Regions from separate parts of the Sus scrofa genome. Here region 1 is linked to region 2. A link is a contact called in public HiChIP or PLAC-seq data. All regions are on one chromosome and are shown on one strand. The core of a region is the stretch at or near the end of the contact, and the rest is flanking DNA. Distances in the headings are between cores, read along the strand shown.

What was found. HiChIP or PLAC-seq counts read pairs in DNA pulled down with a chosen protein or histone mark.
Region 1: a contact with region 2 is called in an H3K27ac HiChIP or PLAC-seq map of alveolar macrophages. The contact joins the promoter of PBX2 here to the promoter of SKIV2L in region 2. A contact is called at or near these places in 3 of 5 promoter capture datasets (fetal liver, fetal skeletal muscle and liver), 3 of 47 Hi-C or Micro-C datasets (alveolar macrophages, blood and heart right ventricle) and 2 of 2 datasets of contacts at active chromatin or transcription factors (alveolar macrophages and skeletal muscle).

The regions. Positions count from the first base shown.
Region 1 is chr7:24,224,059-24,229,039 of Sscrofa11.1, forward strand. It overlaps PBX2 (PBX homeobox 2), which reads right to left and starts at 2,882. Exons shown (of 10, transcript NM_001123157.1): 1 at 2,395-2,882; 2 at 1,384-1,457; 3 at 1,013-1,157; 4 at 911-1,010; 5 at 622-812; 6 at 302-437; 7 at 27-180. The coding sequence starts at 2,615. GPSM3 (G protein signaling modulator 3) reads right to left here. Exons shown (of 4, transcript NM_001123119.1): 2 at 4,971-4,981; 3 at 4,535-4,734; 4 at 3,515-4,308. The coding sequence ends at 4,171.
Region 2 is chr7:24,045,616-24,050,190 of Sscrofa11.1, forward strand. It overlaps SKIV2L (Ski2 like RNA helicase), which reads left to right and starts at 1,401. Exons shown (of 28, transcript NM_001101817.1): 1 at 1,401-1,513; 2 at 1,592-1,695; 3 at 2,379-2,488; 4 at 2,582-2,699; 5 at 2,828-2,942; 6 at 3,048-3,122; 7 at 3,396-3,449; 8 at 3,545-3,735; 9 at 3,901-4,029; 10 at 4,244-4,389. The coding sequence starts at 1,492. NELFE (negative elongation factor complex member E) reads right to left here and starts at 1,286. Exons shown (of 11, transcript NM_001101825.1): 1 at 1,210-1,286; 2 at 688-770. The coding sequence starts at 762.

The sequences.
Region 1 (4,981 bases), core at 1,632-4,131, 180 kb after region 2:
CCAGGGGTGGCAGCCGCGGGATCCACCTGCGGAGGAAGGGGGTGTCGGGGAGCTGGTGCGGCTGTGGCCTCCCTGGGTGACCGACACGGCGGTCTTGACAGCGTAGATGTTTGCCTCCTCTTGGAACTTTCCAATATTTTTCTTGTAACGAATCCGCTTGTTGCCAAACCAGTTGGAGACCTGCGGGGTGTTGGGCAGAAAGGAGGCTCAGGTGGGAACCTGTCCCTCTGTAAACACCTGAGTCATCAGGACTGGAGAGCGTTTTGCCCCCAAACTCCTTGTCCCCAAGCCCCCCCAGTACCTGAGAGACAGTGATCCCGCACTTCTTGGCGAGCTCCTCCTTAGCCTCCTCACTAGGATATGGGTTACTCAGGTGGGAGTAGAAATACTCATTCAGGACCTCAGTGGCCTGTTTGCTGAAGTTACGACGTTTTCGTCTACGGAGGAGAGAGGGGCCGGTGAGGAGGGTGTTGGTGTCCCCACAGGGCCACCATGTTGCTGCACCCCAGAGGGCACCGCTGTCACGGAGAATTGTGTATTCTGCAACATGGCAGCCCCGAGGCTGAGAGACGAGTGGAAGGAGCCCGGAGCTGGGGGCCGGCCTGGGGCCCTGGGCCCCACCTGGCATCCAGGAAGCGGGAACGCAGGATCATGACGGCCTCGCAGGTGCTCTGCTTGAGTTGCATCTGGATGGCGCTGAACTTTCGATGGATGATGCTCACCATGCGCTCCATCTCCTTGGGTGCCACGGGCCGCGTGCGGCTCTGCTCCCTCAGCAGGTTCATGACGTGGGTTGTGAACTCGTTACATGCCTGCAGTGGGGGCCGGTGGCCTGGTGAGGAGGGGCCCGTGGGCCTCGAGATTCCCCCAAGGGCGTCTCCCTCCACCCGCTCCAGCGTCCTCTCCTCACCTGCTCGTACTTCTCCAGCTCCGAGTGGTAAATGTGGCGGATCTGGGCAAGTTTGCTGCGATAGTCCGAGTGTTCGATGGAGTTGTCAGGGGACACACCGCCCCCGAGGCTGCGGCGGCTGCAGCTGCTGCCGCTGAGCCACCCCCTTTCTCGGGCCCAGCCACACCCTCCGCCAGAAGCATGTTGTCCAAGCGCATCAGCTGTGGGTCCACGGGCTCCTCCTCTTGGGAGCTTCGGATGCTGAGGCCTAGCGTGCAGGCGGGTGGACTTAGGGACCGGGGACCCCACACCAGCTCTCAGCCCTCCTGGAGACCCAGGTCTCCAGGTGTGGGTCCTCTTCCCAGGCCTCCTCAGCAAATCTTCCTGACCCCCACTCTCCTCTGGGCCCCAAGTTGTCAAACTCTCAGCCTGAGTCCTACAGTGAACAGGGTTCTGTCCCCAGAGTTGAGAAGTCAGACGGGGATCCCACATACCGGTTTTCTCCTTGATTTCACACAGGACGCTAAAGAGAGCAGGCTTCATTCGGTGGCAGTTTAGGGCGTGTTTCCTTGGGAGGAACGGGAGAGAAAAGTTGAGAGGAACGGGGGAGTGGGAAAGACCAACCACAAAGCGACACACCCAGGAGGGTGAGAGAGAGCCTGGGAACAAGGGAGGAGATGGGTAAATCTGTGGTGGGAGAAAGTGGGGTTCGGGGCAGAACGGAGTTGGGGGGTTCATAGGAAGAGATCGGCTCCCAGTGTGTGGACACTCGGGGAAGCGGCTTGGCTTTGGATGGGTGGAGGGAAGGTGCAGCCGGCGAAAGGCACCATGGCCGGGCGGAGGACCGTGGGAGAGGATCCAGAAGGGTTGAGAGGACGACCTGGGGTGACTGCAGAAATGAGGGTGACTAGGTACATTTCAGAGGAAGAGAGGAGGCTGGGGAGGAGAAGAGTTGGAGTTTGAGGGGTCAGAGGTGCTAAGCTAGAGTGGGGAGTTCGGTATAGAGGTGTGTGAAGAAGGGTCCTGGGACTGAGCAGGGCGGGAGGCTCTGATGCTTCCAGTGTCAGCTGAGCTGGGGCAGAGGGTGAGCTCGGCCCCTTGGAGGCTGGGCCAGGGCTGGAGAGGAATGGTAGGAGCTCTGGGCAGGGGTGTGGAGGCCCGCAGGCCGACGGTGGGCTGGAGAGTTTAGGGGAGAAGATCTTAGTCTGGGAGCCAGAAGGGAGCTCTGGAGATGGCAGGGTGTTCCAGGGGAGAGTGGGGGGGGGTCAGTGAGAGTTGGGGGGGTGAGCCACCTAGGGTTCCCCCTTTTGAAGGTTTCGGGGACTGGGGCTGAAAGGAGGCTTGAGAGGGATCAGTTATCTCTGGGCTCCCGCGAGAAAGGAAAGGAAGGGAGAGCTGAAGGATCCTGGGGAGGGTCCTGGAGTTGGGGGGCTCCCAGCAGGCTCAGAGCTTGTGAACGGGCATTCTGCTGGGTCTGTGTGGGGTCCCGGGTTGGGGGCACTCACTTGGCCTGGGCCTCGTCCAGGCTCTGGTCGGTGATGGTCATTATCTGCTGCAGAATGTCCCCGATGTCTTGCTTCCCTCGGCCTCCCGGGACCCCCCCGCTACCCCCACCGGGGTCTCCGCCACCGGGAGGTTCGCCAGGGCCCCCAGGCTCCCCACCCACCAATCCCAGGCCCCCCCGGCCCCCGCCTGGAGGGGGCGGCCCCAGCAGCCGCTCGTCCATAGTTGGGGGGGGCCCTGAGGCCCCCTCCCTGCTCCGCCCCTCCCCCCGCCTGGTTCCTTCCCCCCCAAACTCGCCGGGGCCGCTGCTCCCTCCACCCCAACCCCCGCCCGTCTCCCCCTCTCCCGGCTCTCCCGGGGGTCCGCCCCGGCCCTGGAGGGAGACCTGGGGTACCGTCTGGGCCCCCCACAGGAGACCCCGGCCCCCGGCGGCGGAGAAAATGGAGCCGGAGAGAGAGAGGAGGCCCAAGCGGGGGTGTGTGAGTGAGAGAGAGAGAGAGAGAGAGAGAGAGAGAGAGAGAGAGGGAGGGGAGAGAGAGAGGAGAGAGGAGAGGGAGAGAGAGGGAGGGAGGAGGGAGGAGGGAGGAGGGGGGAGGAGGGAGGAGGAGGCTGGGGGAGGGGAGCTGGGGAGGAAGAGGAGGGGAGAAGAGAGGAGGAACAGGGAGGAGCTGGGGGCGGAGAGAGACACAGAAACAGAGGAACTGAGACCAAGTGGAGGAGGGGACGAGGGGAGGAGACTGGCCCTTGGGGAAAAGAAGGGAAGGCCCCAGGGATGGACCTCTGTGGCTTGGGAGGGCGCCGTGTTGGGGGCTGGGGGCACCTGCCGCCGGGGTTCTGAATCCGGGTTCTAGCTGATGTGGACTCCGGCCGCGGGAATGCCTGGGTTCACAGACAGCTTAGTTCATATTTCTTCTCCTAATGACTCCCCTCCCTGTTCTACTTAATTAAAACCAGGAGAGGGGGGCTGGGGGGGATAATTAGGAAGGTCTCTAGCCGCTGCTTAATGAGCCAGTAATTAACCAGCCAGGGAGGGGAGCTGGCCTCTGGCCAGACTGGAGAGAGTGGCGGCCTCTGGCCTCACCTTCCTACCCTCCACCCTGCCACCCAGACACCAGTCTTCAGTCCAGAGGGGAATTATATTTATTCACATAACCAAACATCAGACAGTTCAGAACAGCAGTGGGGAGGGAGGGTGGGCAGGGCTCAATGTCCATCCACAGGCTGTAGGCCCCTCAGTTCTGGGGCTGGGGGGGCGATGTGCCAGGGTGGGGGGGTGGGGGGGTGGGAGAAGAGTCAATGTCTCTGCTGTGCCCTCTCCTCCCTTCTTGTTGGGAAGAAGGGTGGAACTGTCTCTCAGGTCAGAACCTCCGGAGATTTGCCTCCTTGGGAGGTGGAGGCCTGAGCCCTCAGCTCCCACCTGGTGGCCAGACTATGGGGGGAGGGTGTCCCCACAGCTCAGGACCAAGACTCCAGGCCCTCCCTGAGATCAGAGGAAAGGGTGAGGTGTCCCTCTGTACCTAGGATCCTCTCCCGGCCTCAAGCTCCCACCTACTTGGTCACAGGGGGAGTTAAATATCCATCCTACCTTGACAATTCCCAGGGTTTGAGGACTTTCACCCCCTCTAGTTCCCAGGAAAGGTGGATGAGGGCAGTGAATATTGAGAATTCTGCTGGTTCTTCCAGTCTCTGGTGCCCCTGCGGGGCAGGGCTCAAGGCCTGCAGTGGGCCGCCCAGCTTTGAACCCCGGGAGTGCAGAAGGGCTGGTGGGAGCTCAAGTCTTAGCAGGTGTGTGTGGGGGGCTGGGACCTTTGCTCCTCCATTCGACCTCCACCCTGAACTCTCAGCAGCAACTCCAGGAGCTCCTGCCCCCCTGGGGGTAGGGGAGGCTCTGACCGCTGGGCTTCCATCCGCTGGCACTGGAGGAGGAGAGGCAGGGAAGGTTGTTGGTAAGGTTCTAAGAGGAGCAGGCCTTGAAAGGAGCCAGGCTGGTGTGAGGGGCATATAGGACATGTGTGATGGGGATGGGGGACTAGGGCAGGTGCCTGGGGAGAAGGAGGGGTGGGGCCCCAAAGAGAACAGGGACCAAGAGACCAAGAAGCCTGGGCCTTGTCTCCTGGGGGGGCAGGCAGTGGGGTGACTCACCTGGTGACTGAGGATAGTGCTGTAGAGCTGTTCTCTGTCCTCAAGAGGCCGGGGTGGGACTCGGCCTAGGCTTGGGAGCTTCTGGGGGGCATGGAAGGTGGCCCTCTGTTCTTCTAGGCGGCGGGACTGGGCTTCAGCCACCAGGTCCAGGAGCAGCTCAGTCTGCAGGGAGAGAAGGGAGGCCGAACGGGGCCCCACGGCTGGGAGAGGAGGGGGAGGGCTCAGAGACCCAGAGAAGCTGGCAGTCAGGAGTGGGGTGTGTGTGTGTGGGGGGGTGCAGGGTAAGGTGTTGAGGGACTTGGGATCAGGGCTCAGGGGTGTGATGGGGAGTCTGGAGGAGGTGGGGAAGGAGCCCGTGATGGAGTGGGGCTTGGTAACGGGATCAGGGAGGATGTGGGCACCAGGGTCAGGGAGTTCCCTGGGTGGGTGGGGGTACCTGTGTGGCGG
Region 2 (4,575 bases), core at 151-2,650:
TTCTATTTGACGAGGAAGGGCTGCCAAATTAAGGCTCTTTTATAGACAATGTGAAACCACTGGCTTTTGAGAAAAAGAAGGACAGTGTTTTCTGTTTTCAAAGCACCATTTTAATAGAAGTAAAAAAGTCTGTCGAAAAAAGAAACTTGCTGAGAGACGATTACAACAGTCTAGGTGAGCATCAGCAAAGGCCTGACTGCGAGAATACACAGGAAGGAGTAAACAGAAGAAGTTACTTCAAAGGAGGAATCAAGACGACTCGGCAAACATTTGGCTACGCAAATAAGACAGAGACGAGATCTGGATTCCAAACAGCGGGAGAAGTGAATGGAGTCAGTCCTATTTGGAAGACCAAGATTAGAATAGGTAAGACCAGAGCGGCAATATATGAAGGTTATTGGCAAGATACAGATGGAACTAAAAAAAACCAAGCCTGGGATCACCAGTTCTTAGGTGGTACTAAAAGCCGGAGGAAAGGAAGACACCTCCATGGCAGACTATACAGAAAAGAGAGAAAAGCAAGTATCCACCTTGAGAAAGTCCACCCATGAAGGGACACTGAGAGGTGCCATGTCTCTAGGTATGAGCTAGAAGAACCCCCACCCCCCCATCCCCTCACACTCACCCCAGGTGTTCTCAGTGTAGAGTCTTTGAAAGTTTGGGCCATGCCCACACACACTCCCTCACCTTTTTCTTGAGTTTGTTGAATTTCTTCTGCAGAGCCTCCTCCTCCTCGCTCAGTCCGGGGGGTATCACCAACATGGTGGCTCCTGGTTCAGGGGCAGGGCCCAAGACATCTTTCTCCACTGTCACCGCCCAGGGGTCACACGCCGTCCACACTGCACCCAATCCCACCCCTCCAGGCCTGCCTACTCCTGTCTTTTGCCTCTCCCTACCCCTTGCTTAAACCAGCTGCCGTCCAAGCCCCCGCTCGTCGGGATCAACCAGCATTCCCTTCTCTCTCCGGGAATCACGGATACCAGCGCCTTGGGGCACCACGTAGCCCAGGAAGGGAGAAACACCCCCTCCGTCGCGAAGACGATGGCACCAGACCCCCCCTACCTCGCTGGGGTTAGTATGGCATTCGCAGGGTCCGAAAAGCAGAGGAGGCAGTGGAACCCGCGCAGCGCTCTCAGAGCAACGAACAGGGCAAGAAGAGAGAAGGAGCTCGGAAAAAAGGGGCGAAGGGTGAGACGGAGAAGGCCTTACCTGAGGGGGCGGCAACCGGAGCCCCACGGTCTCGGGCGGCGCCCGCGCGGGCAGCGGATCGCTGGCTCGGAGCGATGACGTAGCGAGGGGCGGAGACCGCGGTAACCAAGGCGGCTCGCGGCGCGCACACTTCCGTCCGGCCTCCCACCAGCTTGGGTTCCGCCCCTCGGTAGTGCTCGTCCCCGCCCCCAGCGGGGTGTGTTCCGGAAGTCGCCGCTAGTTCCGCGGGTTTCGGCTCCTCCCTACACTTCCGGGCTGCCCGGCAGCTACCGTGGCTCCAGGATGATGGAGACGGAGCGACTCGGTGAGGGGGCAGAAGGTGGGAAGGAGGAGGAGACAGGGAATGACCCTTGACCCCTGACCTGTGATTTTCCTCCCATAGTGCTGCCTACCCCAGATCCCCTGGATCTGCCCCTCCGCGCCTTGGAGCTAGGATGTACCGGGCGCTGGGAGCTGCTGAATGTGCCTGGGGCTCCAGAGAGCACCGTGAGTGACTTTTAGCTCTAACCTAACCTTGACCCTTATTAATAGGGCTTAAAACCCCTTTCAGCCTTCTCACAGTAGGGTCTAACCTGACCTGGCTCACCTGTCTCTGGACACCTGTCATCCCAGCTTTGGACTGGTGCGGGATGGATCCCAACCCAGTCGACCTGCAGTGCGTCAGAGCCCATGAGAAGACAGAGCAGGGAGCCCTGGGGATAACTTTAGCTCTGAGAACTGCTCTTTCCAGTGGGTCTTTTCTCCCTGGCATCTTCTTCTGTCTCCAAGCACCAGGGCACTTGTTGGTGGCTGATAGGTCAGCCCTTGAGCACCTTCGGTTTTTCATCCTTAGGTCTGGGGCTCCTTTTCCTAAAACTAGTGATTATCAGAATCTGTGTGCCTCATGATTAGAGGGGGAGCTTTCCTAAATTAGAAATTCTTAGGTCCATCTCCAGAAATTCTTTAATCCAAAATCTATATTATTAAACAGCTCTCCAGATAATTCAGTTGCAGGTCAGTTTTTCCTATAAAGTAGGACAACCTTTGGAAACTATTGCTTCAGCCTAATTGTCCTAGCCTGTATGGGACACCTACCATTTCTGATCTAAACATGAAGCCCGTCACCATCTCTTTTGTCTGTGTCTTACTCTCTTTCCTTGCCTCATGCCTCTCGTCTTGCCCTGTTCCAGCTTCCCCACGGCCTCCCACCCTGTGCCCCAGATCTGCAGCAAGAAGCAGAACAGTTGTTTCTGTCCTCTCCAGCCTGGCTGCCTCTGCATGGTGTGGAGCACTCAGCCCGGTGAGGAGTCTAGAGGGGCCTGGACTAGGGGAAATGGGTTCCTGAAGGAAGTTGAGACAGAGGAGAAAGAGCTGAAAATTTCTTTCTGTCCAGAAAATGGCAGAGGAAGATGGATCCCTGGTCTCTCCTGGCCGCACTGGGGGCCCCAGTCCCCTCCGACCTGCAGGCCCAAAGACACCCAACCACAGGCCAGATACTAGGCTACAAGGAGGTAAGAGGTCAGGGGCCACAAGAAGCAGAGTTGGGAAGTGGGGGGGGTGGGGTGGGGGGGTGGCGGCCGGAGCGGGGGGTTGTCAGAGGCCAACTCAGCCTCACTGGCGCTCTGATCTCTTGCCTCAGGTCCTGCTAGAGAATACAAACCTGTCGGCCACAACCTCCTTATCTCTTCGCCGGCCACCAGGGCCCGCCTCCCAGTCCCTGTGGGGGAATCCAACACAGTACCCTTTTTGGCCAGGTGATGCTTGTGGAAATGGGATGGTCGGGGAGAGGGAGCCCTTATTCTCCACCCCCCTGAGTCATGGCCACCCCATGAATCCCTGTTTCTCCAACCTCTCCCCAGGTGGGATGGATGAGCCTAGCATCACAGATCTGAGTACTCGGGAGGAGGCAGAGGAGGAGATAGACTTCGAGAAAGGTGAGGTGGTGCCAGGATGGGCCCTTTTGAGGGAGGGCTCTGAGCCCAGGCCCCGAGGAGGAAGGGCCCAGGCCTCTCACTGGGTCCTTGCTGGCTTTCTTATTTCTTTGAGCAAATTAGAAGGAACCCTGCTGTCAACTGTTGGAAAAGTGTCATGACAAATATCCCCAACTACAGCATCTACACTGTGAATGATGTCCTTTAGGTTTATATAGTGACTTGTTCAGCAGCTTGCAGTAGCCCTGATTCTCTCTCTCTGTCCCTTTCCTCCAGATCTTCTGACTGTTCCGCCCGGCTTCAAGAAAGGTGTGGACTTTGCACCAAAGGGTGAGTTTCAGTTTTGAGATGGGGGCGTAGAAGAAGTGGCGCCCTACTGCTTCAGAGCAGAGCTGGACATGACTGTTTTTTGCCCTGCTCCTCAGATCACTCAGCTCCAGCTCCTGGGTTGCTCAGCCTCAGCCGCCTGCTGGAGCCCCTGGATTTGGGTGGGGGCGATGAGGATGAGAGTGAGGCAGTGGGACAGCCAGGAGGTGCCCAACGGGACGTTGTTTCTGCCCCTCCCTGCAGTGCTCCCCTGGCTCGAGCAAGCAGCTTGGAGGACCTAGTGTTGAAGGTTGGTGGTTCTGGGCTGTTGAGGCAGGGAAGAAGGGGCCTTGCCCCGGACAGGGTGGGCGGGCCTGCCTGGGTCCAAGAGAAAGACTGGAGCATCTTTTGGTTGGGGTGGTAGTGGAATGCTCTCTGCCTCTGTCTTTATCACCCCTACCTCTGACTTTTCCAGGAAGCGTCCACAGCTGTAGCCCCCCGAGAGCCTCCCAAGCCCCCACCTCAGGAAGAGTGGGCCATTCCCGTGGATGTCACCTCCCCCGTGGGTGATTTCTACCGCCTCATTCCCCAGCCAGCCTTCCAGGTAGTGTGAGCAGCCCTCACCCGCTCTCCTCCGCCCCCACCCCAGCCTTGGGTCCTCCCCCCACCGGAGGCCTGATGCCTTCAGGCCAGTGTTGGACCTCAGTCCTGGCCTGGCCTCACCTTGGCTTTCTCCCTGCTGCCCCGAGTGCCCCTCAAGTTGGAGGCAGGAAGACCCCCTCCATTCTTCAGCCCCGATCTCCTGCTCTCTCCCACAGTGGGCGTTTGAGCCAGATGTGTTTCAGAAACAGGCCATCCTGCACTTGGAACGGCACGACTCAGTCTTTGTTGCAGCTCACACATCCGCGGGGAAGACAGTTGTGGCTGAATACGCCATCGCCCTCGCCCAGAAACACATGACACGGTACAGGTCCCCGCCACCGCCTCCCCCTTCACCATCCCTGTTCTCACCTGCGCCCTTTCTAAGTCTCATCTCTTCTCGGCTTCCCTGCCTCATCCTTTATTTATTTATTTACTCATTTATTTTGCTGTTTCGGGCCAGATCCCTGGCATATGGAGGTTCCCAGGCAAGGGGTCCAATCAGAGCTGC